Regions from separate parts of the Ovis aries genome. Here region 2 is linked to region 1. A link is a contact called in public Hi-C data. All regions are on one chromosome and are shown on one strand. The core of a region is the stretch at or near the end of the contact, and the rest is flanking DNA. Distances in the headings are between cores, read along the strand shown.

The links. A called contact is a pair of places that touch in the nucleus more often than the background predicts.
Region 2: a contact with region 1 is called in a Hi-C map of tail adipose tissue, with 3 times the contacts expected there. The contact joins the promoter of MYC here to the enhancer-like site in region 1. A contact is called at or near these places in 4 of 16 Hi-C or Micro-C datasets (blood, skin fibroblasts and tail adipose tissue).

The regions. Positions count from the first base shown.
Region 1 is chr9:25,676,327-25,682,537 of ARS-UI_Ramb_v3.0, forward strand. No RefSeq gene overlaps it. Among named protein-coding and RNA genes, the nearest start is that of MYC, 59 kb to the right of the region's middle. Within about 2 kb of position 4,430, at least 21 of the 54 cell types and tissues checked have an H3K27ac peak or open chromatin away from gene starts, as enhancers often do. A contact at or near this core is called in tail adipose tissue, where this site is marked.
Region 2 is chr9:25,736,451-25,742,492 of ARS-UI_Ramb_v3.0, forward strand. It overlaps MYC (MYC proto-oncogene, bHLH transcription factor), which reads right to left and starts at 2,086. Exons shown (of 3, transcript NM_001009426.1): 1 at 1,888-2,086; 2 at 1-171. The coding sequence starts at 162. It overlaps LOC132657163 (a long non-coding RNA gene), which reads left to right and starts at 2,401. Exons shown (of 2, transcript XR_009594937.1): 1 at 2,401-4,473; 2 at 4,631-5,235.

The DNA.
Region 1 (6,211 bases), core at 3,180-5,679:
TCTTACAGGTGAGGAAACAGGCTCACAGAGGTGACGTAAGCTGCCCCACAGTAACCCAGGTCTGCACTACCCCTCAGTGGTCCCAGCTGCCTTCCACTGCTTTCCGGCTTCCTTCCTTTCTTCAGAATCTCCTCCCTCGGGGGCAAACCCTCCACCTCCCATCCTGATGGGCTGCTCCACATCTAAAGAACACAATGACTTGAAGGACGGGCACAGCTTGTTTACTTAAAAATAAAGTCGTTCTTCGATAGCCACCTGTGAGCCAGTCTCAGGGCTGCGTGAGCCACCGGATGAAACAGCGACCACCCCCGCCCCCCAAGCACATCCCTGCTCCTTTGTTCCTCTCAAGAAATTCGTGGTCCAAGAGGGAAAAGAAACAGATATAACAGGGGCTCTGATTACCCACCGGGCACCAACTAAACAACACCACCCCTACTCCTTGCCTCCCCCTTCAAAATAGAAGAAAAAAAAAAAGAGGAAGAGAAAATAAAAGAAAATTCAGAACTCTGAAATTAAAAAAATAACCGAGATCATTTGGGCCTCATGACTGTGAATCTTGTGTTTATAGGTTGACGTTTTTGTTTTTCAGGACGAGGTTGGGACAATACAATCTTTGTATTGTTAGGGTGGTTACAGGACCAAAACACACCCAGGAGGGAGGAGGGCACTTGGGATCATTGAGGCAGGGGCAGGTCGTGGAGGTGGAGGGTCTATGATCATTTGCAGAAACAGCTCTATCTCCCATCTGCTGTGAATGTTGTTAGTAATAAATGCTGGTCACAGAGCCAGGCGGGACACCTGGATACAGCTTTCTGCAAAAGCCCATAGCTTCTACACCAAGATAGATGCTGGCCCCTGGCCCCAGAGGTCCCCAGACTCTTCAGTTTAGAATTTTCTGAGCACTGAAGCCCCACTCTTGTGGCTTCTTGACCCCACCCAGGCCAGCAGTCTGGGCAGATGGTGTCTTCACGTGAGGTGTGGGATTTCTCCCTGTGCCTGGGCAAGGAGGGACGGCTGGAGGATGAGCTGGACCCTCCTGCTCCAGGCGGAGCAGCATCTTTGTCTGTCTTTAGTTTCAGGGTCCTCTGACTTCTACGAGTGGGCCTGGGGAGGCAGATGGCCAGGGCAAATCCAGGTGTCTCTGCCACTCCGTGGCTGTGTGACCTGAGGGTGGGGGTTGGGGGCATCCTTAATCTGACCTGTGGGCTCCCCATCTGCAAAACTGTGATGATAACGATAATTTTGTCTTTCCAGGTAGCTTGCCAGGTGGCCAATGCCAGAGACCCGGGTTCAATCCCTGGGTCGGGAAGATCCCCTGAAGAAGGAAATGGCAATCTACTCCAGTATTCTTGCCTTTGAAATCCCATGGGCAGAGGAGCCTGGCAGGCTAGAGTCCACCCGATCGCAAAGAGTCAGACACGACTTGGCAATTAAACAACACAATAGCTGGGGGATTATATGAATAACAAATATGAAGCATTTCAAGGCTGGCCCACAATAAGAACTCCATCACTACCGGACACTTTATTGTAACTGCCTTGGTGAGGCTATAGGAAGCATAAAATGGGAATAACAAGCTCGGCCTGATATAAGATTTCAGTGTTATTACAAAAACTGCCACTATTATTGGGAATTCCTTGGCAGTACAGTGGTTCAGACTCCATGCTTCCACTGCAAGAGGCAAGGGTTCCATCCCTGGTGGAGGAACTAAGATCCTACATGCCACGTGGCATGGCAAAAAAAAACGGGGGGGAGGGGAAGAAAGAAACTACTACACTACTATTATGATCATTTACTATTATTGTTATTAGAGTCTTAGATTCGTTGGGACCAGAAAAATAGAAGGGACAAGGCAGAGTCTATCAAAGGACCCATCTTGGCAGTGCCTCCTGTAAGGCTTCGAACTCCTGAAGTTTTTTAGGGAAAGGATAGAAATGACCATCAACAGGGCTCATCCACAGTCAAAATTATTCCATTTTGGGTCAGGAGTCCCCCCATTGACATAGAGTAGGTGCAGGAACAAGCCTGGTTTCTTAAAAACCTGCATCCAGAGTTTTGTGGGTTTTTTTTTTTTTTAAAGGGGGCGGGTGGGGAGAACACCATGTCCACAGCCAACAAGGACAGGAAATACAAAAGAAAAAGCTTGAGCATCCAGAAGCCATCTGACACCTAAAACACACAGAGAAGCGCAGCCATTAGCAGGCCCAAGGCTACCTCGCCGAGGAACGTGGACCAGCTACCATCCAAGGTTCTCGCTCCCACAGGGAAGGCTCAACCACCTGCCATCAGTATCACCACTTTCAGGGAAACTCACACAAAGAAGAATAAATATCATCCAGGAGGCTCTTTAGTTGAGCTGAGAAAAAAATGTCCCTCCCAGGCAGGCAGAAAGCCCTGGGACACAGGCTCTGAAACCCAGCCTGCCTGCTTGCCTGCCATTCAGGAGGAAAAGAAAAAGCTAAAGCACAAGAGATCAGCTGAATGTGGCCGGTGAGAATTTACCCAGTTTTTAGATCAGTAAACTCACAAATCAGTTTCCGGGGATTGGGGTCTGTCCGATATTTCGGAATCGAGAAGAACTCCCTCTTTCCAGCCCAGAAAAGCTCTAGCCCCAGACAGAAAGGGCAAGCCCAGACAGCATGCGCCGGGGGTAGGAGGGAATCAATCAGAAAAAGAAACTGATTTCTTCTCCTTTTCAAGAGAAGCCTGGATGATGCAAAATTCTTCACTCAGAGCGTAAAGCAACAACAACAATAAAAAGTCACCCTTCAGCAGGCAAAACAAAAATGACCACAGAACAAATTCCCCCGTGCCCCTTCCTCGGGAATTCACTGGGGACAGCATTATGATCGGCCCCGGACCCTCTCAGCCTTGCCATCACCAGACTCATCCATAGAATCCCAGTCGCCCAGTACCAAGGCCTTAGACCACGAGGTGCTCCTTACCTCCAGGATGTAATTGCTCCCAAACAGTGGGGATCAGGCCAGGAGGCTCCTGCCCAGCCCAGCCACTCTGGGCTTGTTCTGCTGCTGCTTCCAGGAAGGTTTTTGTCCTAATAAATCTTTCAGGAAGTCCCACTGAGTGTTCAGAGGATCCATCCAACACCCTTCTCCATTAGTTAAAGCTTCAGACAGATTCGCTGTGACCACAGGACTGTGTCAGATGAACAAGCCTGAACTTGTCACTGCCAGTATGCAAAAGAGGGCTGCAATATCCTATAACAAACAGCGCAGCAGACACAGTCCCTACCTCCTCAGAGCCTCCGCCCACCCACCACACACAAACACACGTTTCTTCCCGCTTTGCTCCAACAACTAAGCATTTCCAGGAGCCAGGACGCAAAGTGATGGGGGAGGGGGGATGCAAGAGGGGCAGCCAGCCTCTCTTTGGAAAACAGAAGACGGAAAAGAAACACCCAGACCTCACCCTCTTCTCCCCCAAACCCCTCACTTAGGGATTTCCTCTCTTCTCTCATCTTACAGACGGGCCTGAAGTCAGGGGCTCGAGTGAACAGAATATTCCATGTCTGCCAACTCTCGGGAAAATATCTGCCCACCGAACACATGCACCCTCATGGTTGCCCTTCCCGAAAGTCTACACTTGGACCACAAACGCTGGCATAAATAAAAGCACATTAGCCTCGAGAGGGTAAACCTAAATACACCAACAATCCATCCAAATAGAATTACCAGGATGAGGGTGTGGGGGCACCCGGAAAACCAGCAAATGCAATGCACAAGGAGAGAAAGTTTCCAAAACCAGAGTTGCTGAGTTTTCGGAAATCACCTTGTTGGGGAGTTGGGGGTGGGGCGGTGGGGAGATGGGCGAAGGATGGAGGGTGTATCATATGGTTCGCAGGCTTTTCAGCTAGCAAAAGGGGCCTCCCGACCTTGTCTGCGAATCCCAATCAGTACTGATCGGAGGGGGTCTATATTTGGAGGTTAGATAATAAATACTTTTCATCAAGACCACAAATCCGGAATTATCTCTCTGCAAGGGCTATTTGATGTCACCCTCTTCCCCTCCCCCCCCCGCCCCAAAACGCCCCAAACTGGCTGCCAGTCTAGAGTGTGGAGATGAGGAAAGTGCACGGTTGACAAACACGTTGAGATCTGAAAGCTCTTTCTGTCGGTCCAGCTGCCCACCGCGCATCCCTCCCTGCAAGGCCAAGGCTGCCGACTCTCCAGAAAGGCTGAGGACAAAATTGTAACTTACTGAAAGGTGGCTCCAACCGTGTCTCCGCAGGTCACCGGGACCGCCAACATCCTTTCTGCGTGGAAATCCACTCGAGGGGGTCCGGGGCGGGGGCGTGCCGGGGCTCATCCTCGCTCGCGGCCCCTCGCCGTTCCCCCGGGCCCCGCCGCCCCGAGTCCGCCCGGCCCGCGGGCCCATGTGCTCGGCGGCCGCACGCGCTCTGCCCGCTGGAGCGCGGGGCAGGCGGGCGGCCCCTGACGTCACGGCGGCTCGCGCTCCGGGCCGCGGGGGAGGGGAAAGCGCGCGCCGCCGGGCTGGCCGCGTGCGTCCTCTGCCCCGGCTCCGCCGGCGCCCCCCGGCACCCCGCCGCCCTGCCCGCCGCCCCGCGAGCCCCTCTGCCCGCGGCCGGAGCAGCTTCGGGCATCCAGCCGCGGAGGGCCGCGCGCGGAGGCTGGGAGGGCCTGGGCCGCCTGGGGCCCCGATGGCCCGGGGGAGGGCGCGCTCCGCACCGGGCTGGGGGTCCTGGCCGCGTTCGCACCGCGGCCGGGGGAGAGTCAGCTCGAACTCGGCGATGGTGCCCATTCACTTGTGCGCGGCGCTTTCAGCTTCTCTCCTCCCCCCACTGCCACACACACACACCAACCCCACCACCCTGGCGTCCTGGAGTCTTCCCACTTGCCAGATGTGGAAGGCGAGTTTAGGGAAATAAGGTGGACCGAGATGCTCTGAGATGGGAGCTCTCCACAGCAGACCCTGGCTTAGCTCTATCTCTAGAGATCCGAGCGCCTTCCTGGGTACCACCAGCATCCGCAGGCCTGGTAAGAGGGGCGTACACGCCTTCTCACCTCCTTCGACGTCTCCAGCTGCCCCCGAGGGCTGAGGTTGGCACATCCGTGCAGAGGGCGGCTGTCTACACAGCTGCTTCCCCTCGGGGGTATGAAGCCCCTCGGGTGTATTCACCCCCGTGAATGTCCAGTTCCCCGCCCCCTCGCCCCCCCCCCCCCGAAGGAAAGAAAGAACGCTGGCCTCCTGCAGGGAAAGCATTTATCTTGCCTTCTCTACAAAAGCCCGGGACTGGACCGAAGCGAGGAGCTGCCTCCGTTCACTCTACCATCTCACAAGCGCTTAGGGCAACCAGGCGCCCTGCTAGGCGACTGGGAGGAGCGACTGAAAGGCAAGTTGGGTGCAAGCCGTAGAAGGAGTTCACAGTCCGGTGAGAAGATGGACACGCAAGTGTCCAATTTCAGAATTCTGGAAGCGAAGACTGTCCCTCTCTCACCGACGCAGTGCGCTACCCTCCCTCTCCGGCACACCCAGCGGCCTTCGGGGCATCCTTCCAGCTCTGTTCTATTCAGTTTCTCCCATTACAAGGGCTTCTTCCTGACTGGTCTGGTTGCCCCCTCTTGAAAAAAAAAAAGCAAAACTTCAGGTGATGCTCCTTGTACCATCTGAAACACAGATTCATTTATAACCACCGAACGCTTGTTTTGTGCTGGCTTCCTGTCGTGGGCTGGACAGATCTCCGAGTTCTGATGGTCAAACCTCAGCATCTGCATAAGACACTGTAGGAGCTGTGAGAACAGCCCGCTGGCTGCTTACAAGTTCTCCCTGGAAGCGACCTCTGTCATCCCGGGGAAGCTGGCGTGCTCCTGCTAGGCGTCTGCAGGCCAGGTGAGGCCAGGCGTCCAATGACAATTCATTCTCTGAGACCCTACCTTGGCTACTTTATCCTTCCTGCTGGCTGTCTGCCCTGGGGCCTCTCTGGGCCGAAACCTTGACCCAGGACTCGCTAAACATTGACCTTGACTTTGCTTACTCTCTTTGGATCCCTGAAATATTCCTCTTAAATTCACATTTTTCCATTTTTTTAAATTCCTCTTTAAAAAAAAAAATTTCCAGAAGAATTGCAAAGAAAATATCTTACTATTCCTACCATCCAAAATTAACTAAAATGACATTTTGGTATACCTGCTTCTAATTTTTTTTTAATTGTTCTCTTCTTGCATAAGGGATACAG
Region 2 (6,042 bases), core at 836-3,335, 58 kb after region 1:
CTCGAATTTCTTCCAGATGTCCTCGCTGGGCGCCGGCGGCTGCAGTTCGCTCTGCTGCTGCTGGTGGTAGAAGTTCTCCTCCTCGTCGCAGTAGAAATAAGGCTGCACCGAATCGTAGTCGAGGTCATAGTTTCTGTTGGCGAAGCTGACGTTGAGGGGCATCGCGGTAGCCTGCCGGAGGGGGCACACAAAGACGGGGCAAGTCTTGAGTTAAAGGGGTCTTGGATGGTGCCGAAACCCCCACGCAGCGCGCACTGCGCGCCACAATCCAGAACCACTCCCCTTCCAGCGCGATCCCCAAATGAGGCTGATGGGAGGTGGGGAACGGACAAAAAAGGCACCCTTTTAGCCCGCTCTGAGTGACCCTCTACTATCTCAGACACACACTTGGCGAACCAGCTCCGCAGCGCCGCGGGGCTTTTCGGCTCTCCTCCGGGGAGCCTGGAGCGCGAAGCCCGGGAGTCTGCCCCGCGACCGCCCAGCAATCGAAATCAGCTTTGGCCTCCGTCACAGGCCCGGGTAGGCGGCGGCGGCGGTGGGGAATAGGATCTGCCAAACGCCGGGGCGCAAAGTTTTGCGCCACCTGAAGGAGGCGGCGAGAGACGCCGCGGCTGGAGCGGTTGCGCTCGGCCCCCTCCCGCTCCCGGGCCCCTAGCGCCGCGCCCGTTCCCACTCGCGCGCCCTCGTCTCGCTGTTTCCCCTGCCGGCGCCGCCGCCCCTCCCAGCCTCCCTTCTCCGCCTCCCGCATCCCTACCCCCAGCGCAACCCCCTTCTTTCCTTTGCGGGCTTTCCTTCTCTCTCCGGCTGGGGTGGCGAGCTCAGCTTCGAGCCTTTAGCCCTTCTCCACCCCCCCCCCCCCCACCCCCGACCCTCATAAATAAAAGGAGAGTGTTAAATAATAACAGAGACGTCTCCCTTCAACACTCAATACGGCGACGTAACTGCGCCAGAGACCCTGCTACGATTCCGCGCCCGTAGCCGGGCGTCTTCTCCCTCACCAGCCGAGGGTAGCAGCTGTTCTCGAAAAGCCCGGTGCCTCGCTCCTGGCCGTCCTCCGCATCTCAGGGGGCGTAGGGACACCCGCGCGGGGACCCCGGAGGCGGCCGGGGAGCCAAGGCTAGGTGCAGAGATTTTGCCCTCATCCCCCCCCACCGCCGAGTCAATAATTCCAGGAGACTCGGACACATCTTTGCCCCAGCTTCCTTTTCCCCGTCCCCGCGCCTTCCCAACACCGAATCCTAACCTCTCTGTAGACCAAAATCTTTAATTTTACTATCCTTTAAAAAAAAAGTCAAAGGCCAACTTCTAAAAGGAGCCGGGAGCGTTGGAGACGCCGAGGGGGTCGGCGGGCGGGACGCGCCGCAGTGTCTGTCTCTGGCTGTCAGAAATGCAGTAAGCCGAAATTTAAATGCCCTTTTCCAGACAGGAAAAAGTCAGCGGCTGCGGAGCTCTCTTCGCTCAAACATGCAATGTGTAATTCTTACTCCAAGGAGTTCAGGATGTAAAGGGTTTTCTGTCAACCGCGAAGCATACCCTTCTTCTCCCCGACAAAAGGCAAAAAAGCAATTAATGCAATAAAGCATGAATGTCCACCCGGCCGGGGTCAGCGTCCATCTAAGGCGAGCAAAAACCTCTAAAGGCTACTTTCAGAAAACGCACCCCCGGTTTCCCTCTGCCTTCCTCTCTCTTCCCATCTTGACAAGTCACTGTACCCCGACCCAGTTCTGGTTCCTCTCCACCCCACCCCGACCAGCCACAACTACTCTGAGAAAAGTGTCAATAGCGCAGGAATGGGAGAAAAGACACTCGATTCGGGCGTTCTGCTCATCGCGGCGTTAAGGCGGTAGCAAAAATAAATGAAAAAGGCCAATAGGTCCGGGTGCTCACCCGTATTTCCACTATCCGAAGGAAATCTAGCGTCCAAAAAGCGGCGAGGAGCGCCTTTCAGAGGCGCGGGTCGTGGGCTGCGGCGAGGGAAAGTGTCTCCCCAAAAAGGCAGAAGAGCTTCTCTGCGTCCGGGGAGTCTTGGTGTCGCTCGGGTGTTGTAAGTTCCAGTGGGCAAAGTTTCGCGGATGCGGCGCGGGTGGCGGACCGCTAGCAGGGGTCCGCGGGGAGGGTGGGGTGGGGGCCGGCCTGGCTGGAGGCGCAGAAGCCCCCCTTTGACTCCGGATCTCCCTTCCCCGGGCGCCCGGAGCGCGACTCCGCTCGCTAGGCTGGCTCGGCTCTTCCACCCTGGAGGGCCCGCCCGCTCGCTCCCTCTGCCTCTCGCTGGAATTACTACAGCGAGTCAGATAAAGCCCAGAAAAAACTGGCTTTTATACGAGAAGGTAAGGCCCCTCCTCTGTTCTTTTTCCCGCCAAGCCTCAGAGTAGCCCTGCCCTTCCAGGCAGTGGTGGAGCCAGGCGGCGGCCGCGGCGAGCCAGCCGCAGCGGTAGCCGCGAGATGCGCAGCCCGGGGGTCCTCCGCAGCGGAGACCCTCGCCTATAAAGGGCTGGTGGGCGGGGACTCACCAGAGAGGATCTTTGTCTCCCCCGCCCTCTGCTTTGGGAACCCGGGAGGGGCGCTGGTGGGGAGGGAGGGCGGGAGGGGAGGAGATTCAGCTCTTTGAGCCTGGCACTCCAGTGCGCCGAGCTCTCGGATGTAAACACGGTCAGAGCGCCGCATGAATTAACTGCGCGCGCCTACCATTTTCTTTTGCTCCCGCTCAAACCGTCTCTCTGCTGCTTGGTTCCTGTGGAGCAGCGCTGTGTTGGACAAACCGCATACTTGTCCTGTGTTCTTAAATCATCTGGGGGCAGAACCGCTCATCCCTAGATGCTGAGAATACACCGTGTACCCACGGCTGCGCCATGCACGTCCCGGGTGGACAGGCCGGGAAGGGGCAGCCTTTGGAAAATAACTCCTACGAAGAGAGGAGGAAAGAAGGGGTATTGATGGGCGTGCGCTCTGAGTGTGTGTGTGCTGGGGGGTTAAGTGTCGATGGGATACATGATCAAAGGTATGGGGAAGAAAAATGGTGCCTGGAATTACTAAAATAATTCAGCAACGCGCTGCCACGTATACTTGGAGAGCGCGGTATGAATAAACACCCATTGCATTTGTTGGGGGTGTTATGCATTCTGGGTGTGCGCAGCTTTCTCGACTGCGCACCTTCCACCCACAATGAATCCCCCGATTGCTGCCAAAGTCGCAGAGGACCCCCACTCCTGGCTCTGCCCGCGCAGACCTACACGGATCTCCGTGGGGGCCAGCGTTCCTCCTGCCCCTCCCCCCACCCAGTACGCGCTAATCCCTGAGATCTTTCTGCGGGTTCCAGAGCTGGAATAAGGGAGGAGCGCGCCTGCGGGTGCGCGCCGCGGGGGACCACCCCCGTCCCTCTAAACCCCCATCCCACCCCCGCGCCTCTCTCTCGGAGTTCCCAATTCCGCAGCCAGGTTTCAGAAGAGAGACGAATCCTCTTTGCGCCCCGTGGCGCCGGTTTGCACCACTCTGGGGCTCCCAGGTTTGGGGAAAAATAGAAGGCGCTAGACGGGAGGATACAGCCCGGGGGAGGGGGGCGCGAGCCTCAGGACCAGACTCCCCAGAAGAGGGAAGGGGGCGAGCCGGAGGATCCTGCCTGGGGAGTCTGCAGAGTCCCCGGTGAGGAAAACCGTTAACTCTTTCCTGCTAGGACAAACCGAACGTTGACTTCCTTTCTGGGTCTGCTTTTCTCTTTATCATTGGGCTCGAAATCACACACACACACACACACACACACACACACACACACACACACACACAATGCATCGATTCTCATCTAAGGAGAGGAGCCAAGTATTACTTCCGTTTCTTGGGGGGGGGGGGGGATGTGTGCTGGCAGTGTCTTGAGCCAATTAAAAATTGGCCGAATTTCAGGCATTGATTTCCTAGTTCACTGACTCTTAAATTTTTTCTGAATACCATAGTGAAGTGTGTATGTATAGTAGAATCCACGTACATCTGTATACTTTTCATGTTCACGTCAGCCTAGAATTTTGCCCAACACGACACATGATTTGTTCACTCCCTCAATGAATCTATATTTAATATATAATGCATATCCCCTCGGGATTTACTAGTTTGCATTATACAGAGGCGATCTATCCCAGCCCCAGTCCCTCATCCAAGGGCGTTATAACTTTTCCACGCCCCTTCCCCCTCCTTCCAAAAGTGAAAAAAATTTGGAACGGGGAGGGCTCGCCTATGTCATGCCTGTGTTTGAGATAAATTATTACCCGTTGAGTTTGCTGCTCGGCATTCGATTGTTAAAAGAGTAGTAACTTCCTCCAAATCAGGCACAAGGCACAAGTCGGTTTTAATGACTGCAAATTGCTCCAGCCTCCAGGTCTTTGCCGCAAACGCAAGTGACCAATCCCTAGCCAGAGTTTTGCCGCAAAGCGTCTTTCCCTGCCCCCTCCCAGAGCTGCACCCGCGCCCCAGGTTTCGAAAGTTAAAGTAAGTGTGCCCTCTACTGGCAGCCTAGGTCGCTGCGTCTGGATGCCAGCTGAGGGCGGGCTGGTCGGGTGGGGGCAGGGGCGTCCGGGAGCACCCGGCTGAGGAAGGGGCGGTTCCTTAAAATGAGTTTCCAGCCGCCGTTTTATGATTCCTTCAGGCCAACTGCAGAGAGGTGGAAAGAAGAGGAATCACCGGAGAGAAAAGTGGTTCAGAGGAGGCTGTCCAACTGCATAAGAGGTGGTGAAAATGAACCCATAGCTACCTCCGGGCTGGCTTCCTAGGTGGCTAAGTGGTGGAGAATCTGCCTGCCAATGCGGGAGACGCAGGAGACCGAGGTTCGATCCTTGAGTCGCGAAGACCCCCTGAAGGTTGCAATGGCAACCCATTCCAGTATTCTTGCCTGAAGAAATCCCATGGACAGAGGAGCCTGGCAGGTTATCATCCATGGGGTCGCAGAGTCGGACATGACTGAGCAACTGAGCACGCAGGCACTTACAGACAACGAACATCACCCTATAGAGAGCTGATTCCATTTATGGGAAACAGTGAAATAATTAACAAGTATGCACATGAAAACAATTCCAGCAAAATTCTAAAGCAGCAAAACACGCTTTAGACCACACACCATCGAAACCAATCCTCTTCTAGCCACCAAGTTTTAGAGAAAGACGTTAGATTTATTGGGGAAGTGAAGGCAAGGGGAAAGGTGAGGAGCTAATTTTGCTTACTGTTTTATTTAAATAAATAAAAAATTGGTGAAGAGCCAGATGTTTTCATCACGATGAAGGGGCGGGGCATTTGGGATTCCACTGGGAAAAAAGTGTAAAGGATCATTTTAATAAAAAGCTTTCATATCAAAACAACTGAGCGATAAAGGTGGAGGTAAATGTGCAGGAAATTTACATAGCATGCTTAATGAGTGTGAATATTTCAGATAGGTCTCTGTGACCAGAAGGATGCTTGACAGTGTCTGATCACCGAGATAGATCCTCAGGAAACGTGACAGCAGGAACTCCTTCCTGGAAAAGGTCTCTTGAGCTGTTTTCCTAGGAATCTTGTACTTTGGCATTACTCTGTGGAGGCTGAGTGACTGCTCTCTACTGTGGCAAGAAAACACACACACATACACACACAAACTCAAAACCAGTAAATCAAGCAACAACAATAAAAGTAGGTCTAGTTTGATCTCAGATGGTAGTTTCTGAAAGCTGCTAAAGATTACTGTTATACCTGTCTTAAGGTCTGACTACCAAACCATGCCAGCCATGTGTAGGCAATGTGAACCCCAAGGAGAGATGCTGTTGGTGGGTTCAGGACTCAACCTTCTCTCCCAGGCTAGTAGTATCAACTGTGGTGTTATTTTCAAGTAGCAACCTGGAGTTTCGTGCTTCCAAATAAGGTAGGGGCCATCCCATTTCACAGCTGAGGAAATGGAAGGCCATGTCTCAGCAAGGCTTGTCTTAAGGGACTTCTCTATCTTTCTTTTAGTAATTTTAAAGAGCCATTTGACCTAGAAGGGACATTTGCTGGGTTGAGAAATGGCAAGGGAATTTAAAACTAATAATATCA